Linked DNA regions of Mus musculus: region 2 is linked to region 1. The links are chromatin contacts, called in public HiChIP or PLAC-seq maps. All regions are on one chromosome and are shown on one strand. Each heading gives the region's core, a stretch centred on a gene start, on an enhancer-like site or on the middle of the called end of the contact. The rest is flanking DNA. Distances are from core to core; before and after follow the strand shown.

Region 1 (6,247 bases), core at 410-2,909:
CCTGTGAGTACACTTGCTTGTCTCTCTATCTTGGTAATGGGCGATTCCAACATGCTGGACTTCTGCAGAATAAAACACCTTGTGCTTATATACTATTAGAGTCTGGAGTATCATTCTTCAGTGAAGCATGGATGCTTACACTGACTGTTCCTTCAGGATGCAGCATCCTTTAGCTGGTTCTGTGTAACAACAGTTCTTTACTCGGTCTCACATTTCCACATAAATACCACCCTCTCAGAGACAGGCTGTGCCCTGCTCATTCCTTTTGAAAATGGTCACACTGGACAATTTTACTCATTAATTTTGTTGAACCTCTTTCTGAACAAATGGTATGAGAGAAAATCTCCAAGTGGTTAACTTAATGACTCAAACAGGCCTAGTTAGGTTTTGGAGAGGGGTGTAAACTGTCTGGTTTGGCATTGTTATCACTTCTGGTACAAGCCAGGAATGATAAGTTATGTCCCTTCGGGCAAATGTCCTCACCATTACCTGGGCACCAAGACACTCTCTTTCAGTTGTTTCTCCTAGTTTTGTTTGTTTGTTTGTTTTTGTTGTTGTTTTGTTTTCCTCTGTTGAATCAGAACCCTGGATTTCATTAACTACCTAATTTTGTTAAGATGGAACCTCTCACGATAAAGCCTCTAACCACTGAGAAGCAGAACCACAGGCTCCAGCTCAGGTTGGAGGTTAGAGGGCCTGAAGAGCAAATTCTGTAAGATGTAGTAGGTCGAGAGCTTGGCTCTAGTTCTCCTGCCTCAAACTCCTCTCTGGCATTTTCAAACTTTCCTAAAATCCGCCTTTCCTAGAACTGGGACATTTACTCCTCTGGGTCGGCCATACAGTGCACTTCTACCACCTGCGAACCCAGAACATTCTATTCTTGCAATGTTTGTTAATGCATTCCTAGATCCCCTTCTGATATCACAGATGCCACGGGATGTGTCCCTTTATAGCGAATTCTACTGTCTCTAGCTTAGAATACCACTAGCAAGCTTTCATTCAGTGTGGCCCTCTACAACAGGTTGGTTCAGAAATCTACTTATTTTTGTACCGCATGGAAGCAATCCGTTTTGTAGTACCTCATAGCCTGGATCAGTCAAGTCTGTCTACTCTCGATGTCTTTAGCAAATACTGCCATGCAGACGCTTGAATCCAAAGTTACAAAGAACACATGCATCTTTTATAAAGCCATGATTCCACATTCTAGAACACACTCAACAATGACAGATGTTCTTGGGATCTGGAGGGACAGAGAACAGGGACTATGACCTCATAAACACCCACTGGAACAAAGACTACGACTTCATAACCTTTCATTCATCAGTCTCCTCAAGAGAAAACGGATGCATCAGATGGTTAATTCCACTTTATAATTTCCACTTATGAGTATGCATTCACACACGTGGAGGGAAAGCATTCTTCATGGTGCTCAGGCCTGCTTCCACCCTCATTTCCATAACCTGAGGAAGTCCGGGTAAAATAGCAGTCGAAGGCTGAGCAAAATCAAAGTCCCTGCAGTGACTACGTTGCAAGTTTTTCCGTAGCGTAGCGCTTTTCTTAACCTTTAGTACTCAGAGACGTCAGTCGGTCTCTACTACACCAAAGCCCTGCGTGGAGCCGCTTGTGTGAGCTGCGCAGGCGCAAATCTACCTCTCCTAGGTGGGCGGGAGCTGCCCCTACCCAGCCCGAGCGGTTGGAGCCAAGAGTGTTCTTAGGTGACTCAGGGGCAGCATCGACGCTCGATTGAGCGGGCTTGGGAAAGGTTCCCAGAGGGCTGTGCGCTGGAGGCGCTGGACGCTGTCATGGCGGGCTTGCTGAAAAAGGTGAGCGTGTGGAGGTCACCGTGATGCTGCGAATGGGGACCGTAGGCAGCCGCGTCTCCCTCATCGGTGGGCAGAGACGCTAAGAGGAGGGGTTGGGGGAGTGTTCCGCTGTCCTGGCAGGGGGCGACAGGGTGCGTAGTTGTGTCGGGAGGGTCGGCTAACCAGGGGATTACGGTAAACATCACGGTCCTGTTTTGTCTCTGCACAGACAACTGGCCTGGTGGGGTTGGCGGTGTGCGACACTCCACACGAGGTAAGTGCGACTTTTTGTGTCGTCCTTCTCAAGCAAGACTGTGATCGACCGAACTTGCCCTTGCAAGATTAACGAGACCCCCGTGAGCTCTGGCCTCCGGGGCAGCGCTGAGCTTCGCTGACCCCGTGGCATCCTTTTTGCAATGCCTCCTTTTGCCTTCGCCGTGACCTCTTAATTAAGACGCGTTTCTTCACGGCATTCTCTTAGCGTCAGTGGTGTGGAGTATTCTCAGCTCCCTTCAGAGTCGCATTTTCATTTTCCATCCTTTCCCTACCGACATTTCTGCCTTGCCTTTCGCACACTGGCTGACCCTGTCGTCCTCATGGTTGCCTCCTTCGGTATCCATTGGGGAAACATAAACAACAACCAAGACCAAACAAACCTAAACAAAACCACTGTGATTTATCCCCCCTTTCAGCAATTGCACCATTTCTTTCCTTCCCGTCTACACACATAACTCGAAAGCGTTGTCAGTGCTCACTGTCTCTTACTCCTTGAGTACACTTAAGCGAGGCCCAAACTTTTTTTTTTTAAGGAGTTACCAGTGATGCTAAATTTGCTAGTCAGTTCACATTTCTCGTAATTGTACCGAAAGTGGCATTGAAAATATCCTTACGTTTATTTATTTGTGTGCATGCCAGTGTTTGTCCGTCAGAAAACAACTTTCTGAAGTTGGCTCTCTCCTTGCACCTTGTAGATCCTGGGGATCTTTCAGGTCACGGGGCTGTTGGCAGGCACCTTTGCCCTCTGTGCCCTCACATTGACCCAAGTGAAGCATTTTTGACACTCTTGATAATCTGCATTAAGTACTTTGTTTACTGGATGTCAGAGCTTCGAAGTTTCTTAGTTTGGGATTTTTGTTTGTTTGTTTTATTGTTTATTGTTTCTTTCCCCCTAATTATTTGCCTTTTCCAGTTGTTCCTTCATTTCCCCATGTTGTAGTATTGAAGACCTAGCTCTTAGACAGGTTTTAGGTTTAGGTTGGCTCTCATGGGGTACAGACAACAGTTAACGTTTATATTTCCATATCAAGTACTGACCTTTTATAGTCATGTGTGTGTATGTATGTATTACACACATGCTCTTAGTTGACATCTTCACTTGTGTCAGGCAGCTAGGTAAGGGTTAGCATAGCCAGCTGGGATGTCTCATTTGAAATGGTCCTGGATTGCTTGCATGACCCCACACCTCACTTGCCACTAAGAAAATCCTCTGGGTTGACCCCTGGGTTATGCAGCCTCTGTTCACATCTCATCACCTCCTTGGCTGCTGCCATTTTTTCTGCCACCATCCTTATCCCTGTGACAATTACATTTCTCTTGTAACTGCTTTTCCCTGCTTTCTTTCAGCTGGTTTGCAAGTGCTAAAACATGTTGGGTATGCAAATCTTTCTTTAAAACCCTCCCGTGGCTTTCTATTTTAGGGGTTGTCCAGATGACTTAACAGACCACGCTCCACTGACATGTCTGTTCCAGGTTTCACAAAGACTTTATTTTGCGTTCACTGCTAGAACTCTGACTAGTACATAGTACATAGTGAATACTGAGTGGCTTTCTTGCAGTCTTTATGAACTTCAGACTTGTGGACAACAAAACTCACACTTCTATTTCTAGATATTCTTCCTCTATGGGTTGAATGTCTCTTGATGGTATATGAATTGTTCTGTCCCCAGCTCTGAATTTGGATGTTGTTATTGATATCAAAACCTTCTACTTTCATATTTATCCTAGTAGTGAATTGTGCTGCATTTTTCTGCAGCAGTCTCCAGTTTGTCCTCTTTCGTCTTCCATCAGATACAACTGCGGCTTAAGTCCTTGTTCTTGATCAAATCATTGCGGCAGCTTTATTCCTGCCCTTCCTGATCTGTGTCCATTGTTCTTTAGCTCACGACCACCAGGTTGATTTTCCTTAAACACAAACCTTGTCCTTAAGTCTTTTAGTTTCCCCCACAAAAAGGCCCAAGTGCTTGGACTTGTGCTATAAAACACTGCAGTCTAACTTGTTCTCCCGCTTACTTATTTCCTAAGTGCTTGCTTTATAGTGATTTCTAGTGAGGCGCTCTCCAAGGAGATCTGAGCACCACGTGTGTAAGCTAAGAGTTTTCTAGAAAGTTCTTCTTTATGATGTAACCTAACATTAAGCGTAACTATCACTTCATGATATAATCAGGATGAAAACTAATGCTAGTCTGCAGCCTTTTTTCAGTATATTTTACTTACATCATATTTTAGCCTGAATAATCTCATTTCAAGTATTCTTTAACCGTGTTTACCTACTGCACAGCACAGCTGTAGAGCTATGCACTATTTACTTCATGTTCTTGATGGTTTTTTTGCCATCTATTTCTTTATTACTTCATATATAAATTATTTTTTCCAACATCTTCAAGTTTTCCACTCGCTATCCCCCAAACTCTGTCTCAGATGTATATTTTTTTAATGAACCATTCTATTTTCCGCTGGAGTGATTCTTCCCTTATAGGATGCTAATACTGGGAATGAGACAATATGTGGCTGGTACTGCTCTGATCCAGCATCCTATAAAGTTCTGCACATTTTACAGATGAAGAATGAGGGCATCTGGACAGAAATTGTCTAGGCAACCAGGCAGTGGGGCTGTGTGAGTGCAGGTAGTTGGCTCTTCTGTTGTTTAGCACTCCCTCTCTGCCCTGTATCTTACCCTGGACTGCCATAAGTTGACTTTGTGTTTTATGATGTTAATCATCTTTTCCTCTTTTGTTTTTTACCATACAGCCTCTTATGTATACACTCATATATATATATAGTGGGATCCATGTCCAGTCTGTCTTTATATCCAAACAACACATGGTGCTCTCTACATAGGAACACTGAAAAATTCATTCTTACTGGAAAAGGAAAAGTGTTCTGTAGAAGTGGTGATTGCTCGTGATTACTGATACACTCAGGTGTAGGGTGAGTGCATTCCTGCTTGAGAGGACAGCTCTGGGTTACTTCTATGGCGTAATGATGAGTAGTCTCTTTTTACTGTGAGAGGTGTCCCAGTTAGTTTTTTATTCTTTTCACTGTCCTATGCTGATCATTCTGACTCTCCTGTGAATTTCTCTAAGACTAGATGCATTCGGTCTCATCCTGAAAGATGAAAAACATGTGTTTTCAATTTATTTCATATTTGTGTATATGAGTGGTTTGCCTGCATGTGTGCATATGCACCACTTGTGTGCCTGGTGCCAGTGAAGAAGGTGTCACATCCCCTCGGACTGGGGTTCCAGATGTTGTAGGCTGCTGTGTAGATGCTGGGAATAGAACCCAAGTCTTCTAGAAGGGCAGTCAGTGCTTTTAACTACTGAGCCATCTCTCCAGTCACTCCCCGCCCCTGCCATATCTTGTTCAAAAACCTTAAAATTTGAGTCAGAATGAAACTTAATAAAATGCTATATTAAAGATGAATATATGTATTATATTCATAAATTTGAGAGGGTAAGAATTAAAATGGTGCCAAAATTAATAGTTTAAATCAGATCACATCCTTTCAAATTTCTTAAAAAGAAAATTTCAACTTGCCAAGTTTACATCCCCAGAAACCACTTAACTGTTGTGTTGGTGTGAAGTTACCTATAGTTCTGACATTCAGAAGGCAAAGGTGGGATCTTTAGAGTCAGCTATAGCTAGGCCATTCCTGTCTGCAAACTCTAGGTTCAATCACAAGACCCTGCCTCAGTGAATCACGTGGGAAGAGATGGAGGTGGATGCCCAGCCTGGGTTCTGTACATACACAAGCACACACGTCCATACAGACCTGCATGCTTACATGTGCGGCCATGCATACATATGCATGTATACTGCATACACATGCTATCCACAGTCTCTTTAATTGTGGACACTAATAAAATCAGCAAGTTACATACTCACTCTCCTATTCCAAGAAAGAAAAACAGGATACAGTTAGAACCAGATCACTGGAACAGTAAAACCCAACAGTGTAAATAGCTCATTGTCTGACATCTGGAATGTACTCATGACCTTCTGGGCTCCTGATAGCTTGGAGTAGACTCACTCCTTAGGCTCTGTGATCCTCAGTATAAACAACTTCTCTGGTAGGCTCAGGCTTCTTCATTCTACATCTGCTGCTGTCCATGGTGGTCTGCCTATAGTCCTGGCATCTCTGAACACATCCTGGCATGTGTTCAATT
Region 2 (6,696 bases), core at 102-2,601, 180 kb before region 1:
ATTAGGACTATTATGTAACTGCTTGTATACAAGAAAGCTTAGAAAAGGTAGGTGATTCTTGCAAGGATGGCTTTGTTTTGTCTTTTTATTTCTGTGCAAGCACTTGACTCTTTTGGAAACAAGGGACTGAAAGTTTTTGCTTTCTGGAGGATAACAGTCGGAGGCTGCACATACTGGCAACGTTTTCAGTTTAATCTACTGCACAGCACTTTGGTAGGTCAGCATTCTGTACTTCATGGCCCCACACTTTCATTCAGCTCAGAGGTCAAGAACCTACAAAGACCAAGGGGAGGCAGAGGTATGTTTGGGAAAGAGAAGTTGGACTCCTTGTTGCCTCAGTGAGATACTTTGCCCCACATTCTCTTGCAATCTTCAGATCATTATGATATAAGTATCATCGTTCCCATTTTAAAGATGGGGAAGCTAAGACTAAGGAGTTTATCCAGCTCAAGGTAGGTTAGCCATCAAATGCTAAATAAGTAGAAAATTGAATGCCAATCTTCTGAATTACAATTTACATATTGCCTACAATCCCATAAAATAGGCACTGTGGCTGTCTAATCCCAGTGAGAGGTTGTTTTGTTTTGTGCACTCTAAAAAAAAAACCAACACATTTAATATGTAATAGATGCTCACGCCACAACTGTTTAAGCGAATGATAGACTGAGAGTAAAGCACCCACTGGTTTGGACTAAGGAGAAGAACGCTTCCTTTCCTGAACTCAGGGAGTCGGGCATAATTAACAGCCTGCTAGTCGCCAGATTGGAGGATGTCACAGCTCGGGAGCTGCTGACTCCATTCTAAAGTATTTACAGCACTAAAGAATGATGGCCACATAACCCTGCCTTGCCACTGCGAGAGTTTCCTGGAAACATGGTCCTTATGTCCCATGGAGTTGGCAGCCACAGTGAAAACTGGCAAGAACAAATCAAGGCTCATTACAGAGTTAAGGTAAGTATATTCATTTGTAGCAAAATACACTCAACAAAAGCTCTTTAAAAGAATCCTCACTAAAGAAGTTTCTGGAACTCTGTGGTTTGTTTGTTTTTTTCCTTGACACAAAGTAACTCCACAGTAATCAGTTTTGAATGCTGACAGTCTTGTTTTCTTGTTGGTTTCCTATTTCCGACTGGTCTCTTTCCCTTCTTTAGCAAAATAGAAATATTCCAAAATAATCCTTTCCAGGGACTCTGTCAGCAGCTGTGAAACCTCGAAACTTCTGTTTTCCCCTGACCAGCCCTGTAGTGAGGTCACACTGAGGCCTGTGGCACATGTTCTAGTTGAGCCAAGTGAGTGGTGTCCCTGCTAGTGAAAAATGTAAGGTTCTATATGAGCCTCACAGCAAGGTATATAAGCCTAATTGTGATGTCACTGCTAGCTAAAATGTCTGCACTGGGGCCCTGGCTACCTTGTAGTTTGGACTAGGGCGTCTGACAACTTATTGTCATAAATAGCCTGAAATGAAAGCATTTTCTAAAGATAAACTTCAAAGAACTAAAACTACAGTAAAATTTCTTATTCTACTGATGAAAAGTAAATGATATTCAAAGGCCAGAACTGAATTTTTATTTAGAGAAATATCATGTTGCTATAATGTAAATGCACGAGCGTATACACACACACACACACACACACACACACTCCACAGAGTGGCCAAGTTTGTACTTGAGGAAGTTCTTGCTAAAATAGTTTATGAGACTCCTACTCCTTTTATTGAAAGGGTGTGTCCAAGGGCTGTTGCTCATGGTGGTGAGTCACTATTTCTCGGGTGCAGGGTTAGCACACCTAAGGAAGTTTCTCTTCAAGCTGTTAAAGGTTTTGCTGCCCTTTGTGTTATATCACGATGGACTGACTGCCTGCTATCTTATAGTCAGAGTAGTTAAAACCAGAGGTCAGATTTTAGTCTCCTTTTGTTTCTCTGTCTCCTTAACCTGCCCCCAGCAGCTCACGGCTTATCCACACTTATCTTAGGTTGCTGCTCTATACAGTTCTCTTCGTGAAGACACAAACACCTCAGTTAGCTGACATTTTAATTTTCTACAAGGCTTTTGTCACCTAGCATTCCCCTGAGAAAAAAATATTTCACAATGATCCTGGAGCTAGTAGAATAATCCCATCTCTGTGCCTTGGCATTGAATTTTAGCAGATGCAATGTTATTTTTGTTCGTTGGTTTTATTCTGTTTCTCACGATTGACTTTACCTAACCACAAAGGCCATGATGTGCAGACTCAGGAGACGGGGTCTCTGCCTCCTCTTCTCCTTCTTAGCCTCAAAGGCTTCTGTTATGGTATGCAATAGTATTCTTGCCAAAGGCCATGTATTTAAAGCTAGATTAGAATCAAAGTGATGAGATGGTGAGAGTGCTAGATACATCAATGAATCATCCATGAATTTCATTGGTGGATTCATAGCTGAATGGGCTACAATGAGGAGGTAGAGCTCAGAGGAAGAAGTAGATCACTGAGACATTCCTTTAAGGAATATAAATTGTCCCAAGCCACCCCCCCCCCACGCCTTATCCACCATTAGCTAACCCAGCTCTGCTCCATCAAGTGTCCCCACTATGGTTCTCTTTTACCTCATTTCCCAAATCAGTGGATCTCAGTGACTATGGCCCGAAACCATATGAACTGTGAGGCAAGCTTTCTTCCCCTTAAGCTTGTTTAATCCCAAATACTTAGTAGTCACAGTAATTCAGACTCAGGGACTGACACAGGCTCCTCACCATGTGGCTGGATTTTAGATGCTTGGAGTGTCCACCTGGTTAGCCAGGAACTTCAGCCTCCTTATATACCTTCAGCCTGTGGCTGTGTTCCATAAAACGCTCCAGTTGTCTTGTTTGTGAAGTCATTTCCCTTCAGGCACAGGTACTGGTAAGTCATAGCCCTTCAGTATCCTCTGATTAGCCTACCGAGAGCCACATCTTCCTTCCAGGCATGTTATCCTTGCTTATCTAAGCCTGCATGCCTGTCCTTAGTGGAACCCAGAAATAGACCGCCAGAGGCTTGTACAGGTTTGGCCCATCCCTGATGAGATTCCAAATTGGCTGCTGATAGAACTTGAAGCTGGTGATTTCGTCAGTCTCACTGCAATTCAAACAGAATCTTTCTTTTACACCACCCAGAAGACCCAAAGGCAAGCCTTTTCTGATGTCCACATTCTCGTACCTGAGGGTCCAGATGGCAAAGAATTCCGTGTCCTCACAGCGTGTGCCTTACCAGTCTGCTCTACTAGTTAGCACTCTGCCACTTGGTAATCTGATGAGGTCTAGAATTCCAACCATGAAAACAATCAACCAAAAAAAAAAAAAAAAGATTAAAAAAATATAAGAAACAGACATTACACAGTAGAGGCAAACCAACCCTCTTATTAATTCACAGTTAGGATAAAGGTCATTATATATATATATGTGTGTGTGTGTGTGTGTGTGTGTGTGTGTGTGTGTGTGTGTGTGTATGGAGAGAGAGAGAGAGATTTCTTTACAACCCTCAGTTTGGTATGTGTCTTAGAGTTTCTGTTGCTGTGAAGAGACACTGTGGCCAAGGAAACTCTTATAAAGGGAAACATTTAATTAGGGCTGGCTTTATAATTCACAGAGTCACTCCATTATCATCATAGCAGGAAACAGGGTGGCAAGCAAGCAGACATGGTGCTGGAGAAGGAGTTGAGAGTTCTACATCTTAATCTGCAGGCACCAGAAAGAAAGAGTGACATGTGGCTTGACTTGGTCTTCTGAAACCTCAAAGCTCACCCCCAGTGACACACTTCCTCCAACAAGGCCACACCTCCTAAAAGTACCACTCTCTATGGGCCTATGGGGGACCATTTTCATTCAAACCACCACATTTTTACTGAAAAAAAAATATAATCTAGATATCAGAGATAAACTCGAAGTCCATGATCTTTTATTAAGCAGGTAAACGTTTATCTCATTGTCATACCCTAGAAAAAGTGAGAGGTTAATTATAAAAGGCTCATATATGGCTCTTCTATGCCTAAACTAGAAATCCATTAGCTAAAGAACATTTATTCTGCACTGTTGTAAATGTGTTCTATGGAATACTAATAAATATTATATGAAAGAAGAATCACACCATGAAATAAACTTAGGAAACACAGACTCAACCTAAATTAAGCAAGCCTATCAATTCTTTGATGCCAATACATACCCATTTCTAGAATGTAAGTGGAATATGTTGTATTTCCTGATGTTTTTGACAGTGTCCTTTTACCTAGAGGGTTCTTGTGAAGGATGTTAATATAATTTATTGTCCATACTAGTACAATTTTAAGAGAGAGGGAAAACTCTTATGAATTATGATAGACAGACGGTTTCACACTGAGACTGTGCAAGGGAAACCAGGATGTGAGATAACTCTGCTCTTAAGAGATCTGTTTACTTTGGAATAGACTATGAAAAGCCACACTAAAGTAATCAAGTTATAAAACTTATGCTAATCCATATCCGATATCTGTATTTGTGGTGATAATAACAGCAACAGCTATGGTCGTGAGAACATTAGACTTAATGCTGTATGTTTTTTAACTTTAACTCAAGGGTCCTCAATATTTATACAGCTCTTTTCTTTCATCTGTTTAATTTGAATGATAAGATTATCCTGCTGGGGAGAATAGCACACAATGGAATTACTCATTTAGCAGTTCAGATGATAAATAAAGAATGCTATCTTCTTGCCCGAAAGACATCCCACTCAAAACATTGAGACTACAAGATCAACGATGGTTTCTTTCTCTTATGTTTTGAGGATAGAGCACATGGTAAATGAGTCCAAGGAGGGAATGATAACAGTTCTCAGGTTTTGATGTGAAGTGCAAGAAGTCTCATGACAGAACCACCACTTAAAAGGTAACCCACGTTCCAGGCTAGTCACTGTCCCTAGAAACCCCAGGAGCGGCACAACTCAACAGTGTATGTTCAATAGACGCCTTAAGTTCTTTAAACAAAGAGAGTTTACTTTAACAACAGCTAAATCAGCACGCCATAGTGTTATTATTTCGACACAAGGCAGCACAAAAATATTAATGAGCTGTTTGAGGTTCTTTTTCAGACACACTTGTGAAACTTGGTGTGCGTTTTACACGTATAGCACATCACAGTTCTGGCTGCCTGTCTCCTGGTTACCGTCTTCAAAAGAAAGTCCCTTTGATACTTTCTGCTGGCCATCAAGATGATTTCATTTGTTCTTATTCAGTAATCTCAGGAAACTTTTACTAGTAACTTAAAAAAAAGGAAGCCCACAATAGCTGACATTTCTTATTTTCCAAGTGACAGTCACTATACTGAGTGTTTCTCAAACACTGCTTTATATAGTTCTTTCATTTTAAAACCTGCACCACTGAGCTACTAGCCTCAGTAACCCTCTTTTGATACGATTCTCATGTTTTTGAGGCAGTGCTCTTCCCTGTCTTGTAAAATTGGGATCTAAGGCTTCAAGAGATTCAATAACTTGTCCTGGGCAAATAGCTGCACAGATAGATAGAGCAAGCCTGTGCAGTTGGTAAGAGGAAGAATAGTGAAGCTGGGCTCTTGGCTGCAATTGGCTTGCTCAAATCCACTGTGGAAATAATGTTTGGCAGCTTGTTTGTTTAACAAGAGCAACTGATCACATCAATGTAACAATATGGTAAATAAGTTAATGTAACAATCTCCCAAGAAACCCATCACAAATGAGCTAAATAAATCAGTGTGTTTATTAGCTCTGCTTTCACTTTGAAAACTTCTGTAAGATTCTCCCAAAGGCCAAATCAATAAACAGTGGGTATTCACACTTCAGATAAATAAGCCAAGATAAATGAGTTTAAACTCAGTAGAAGATCATTACATAAACTATAAAGGACTGTAATTAATACAGGCTTTAGGTAATTATGACAGTTCAGGCAGTTAAGATTGATTGACATTATTAGAGCACACTTTCTTTAAAAATATCATGATGATGTCTAACACAGACTAATTTAAATTTTTAACAAAAAAGCTTGTTTGTCTCCTCATTCCATAGTATTAAAAAATGATAAAGCCTTATAAAGCAATTTTACTTTAAAACCATTTAATACTCAAAACAAGGATCATTTGAACCATGTAGCATCAAAATTAAAAGGAAAATGACATTTCATTTTTTATGCTGCCTCATCCAACTGAAATACTTTAAAGCAAATTTAAGTTCTTTTATTATCTCATGACTGAATATTATAATTTTGGTTTTTAAAACACAGGAATAGCCAGGAAAAACCTCAAACCTAGAAAAACAATGCTTTGTCTTTGACTTAATTTGTGAGCCTCAGTCTTAGTTCTTCTCCATTACCATTGTCCCGAGATATTTCTAGGTTATAAAAATGTCAGCATTGCATTTGACCTTAAAAAATTGTTCTCAGATTCTGTTTGCAGCCCTGGATCTGAAGCTTGGGTCCTTGTACTTGGTAGGCAAGTGCTCTCTTGCAGAGCTACATCCACAGCCCACCTTAGCTCTCAAATTGATTGAGAGGCTCACTCAGTTGGGCTGATACAGTTTATACCTACTGATATTTATTTTTAAACTGAAATTAATGCTAATGATTTTCTTTCATTTTTTGTTTCTTGTTTGTTTGTTTGACACAGGGTTTCTCTGTATAGCCCTGGCTGTCCTGGAGCTCACTTTGTAGACCAGGCTGGCCTCGAACTCAGAAATCCGCCTGCCTCT

The links. HiChIP or PLAC-seq counts read pairs in DNA pulled down with a chosen protein or histone mark.
Region 2: a FOXA1 HiChIP or PLAC-seq map of pancreatic cancer cells shows a contact between it and region 1. The contact joins the enhancer-like site here to the promoter of Ndufa5 in region 1. A contact is called at or near these places in 4 of 39 promoter capture datasets (the C10 cell line, embryonic stem cells and liver), 30 of 484 Hi-C or Micro-C datasets (the AML12 cell line, the C2C12 cell line, the G1E-ER4 cell line and 17 more), 7 of 115 datasets of contacts at active chromatin or transcription factors (the 230-238 cell line, bone marrow-derived macrophages, embryonic stem cells and 3 more) and 4 of 9 other capture datasets (adipose tissue, embryonic stem cells, liver and 1 more).

Annotation. Positions count from the first base shown.
Region 1 is chr6:24,523,102-24,529,348 of GRCm38.p6, reverse strand. It overlaps Ndufa5 (NADH:ubiquinone oxidoreductase subunit A5), which reads left to right and starts at 1,659. Exons shown (of 5, transcript NM_026614.3): 1 at 1,659-1,823; 2 at 2,032-2,076. The coding sequence starts at 1,803. Asb15 (ankyrin repeat and SOCS box-containing 15) reads right to left here and starts at 1,205. Exons shown (of 10, transcript NM_080847.3): 1 at 1,080-1,205.
Region 2 is chr6:24,702,361-24,709,056 of GRCm38.p6, reverse strand. No RefSeq gene overlaps it. Among named protein-coding and RNA genes, the nearest start is that of Hyal6, 28 kb to the left of the region's middle. Within about 2 kb of position 1,351, at least 36 of the 459 cell types and tissues checked have an H3K27ac peak or open chromatin away from gene starts, as enhancers often do. A contact at or near this core is called in pancreatic cancer cells, trophoblast stem cells and uterus, where this site is marked.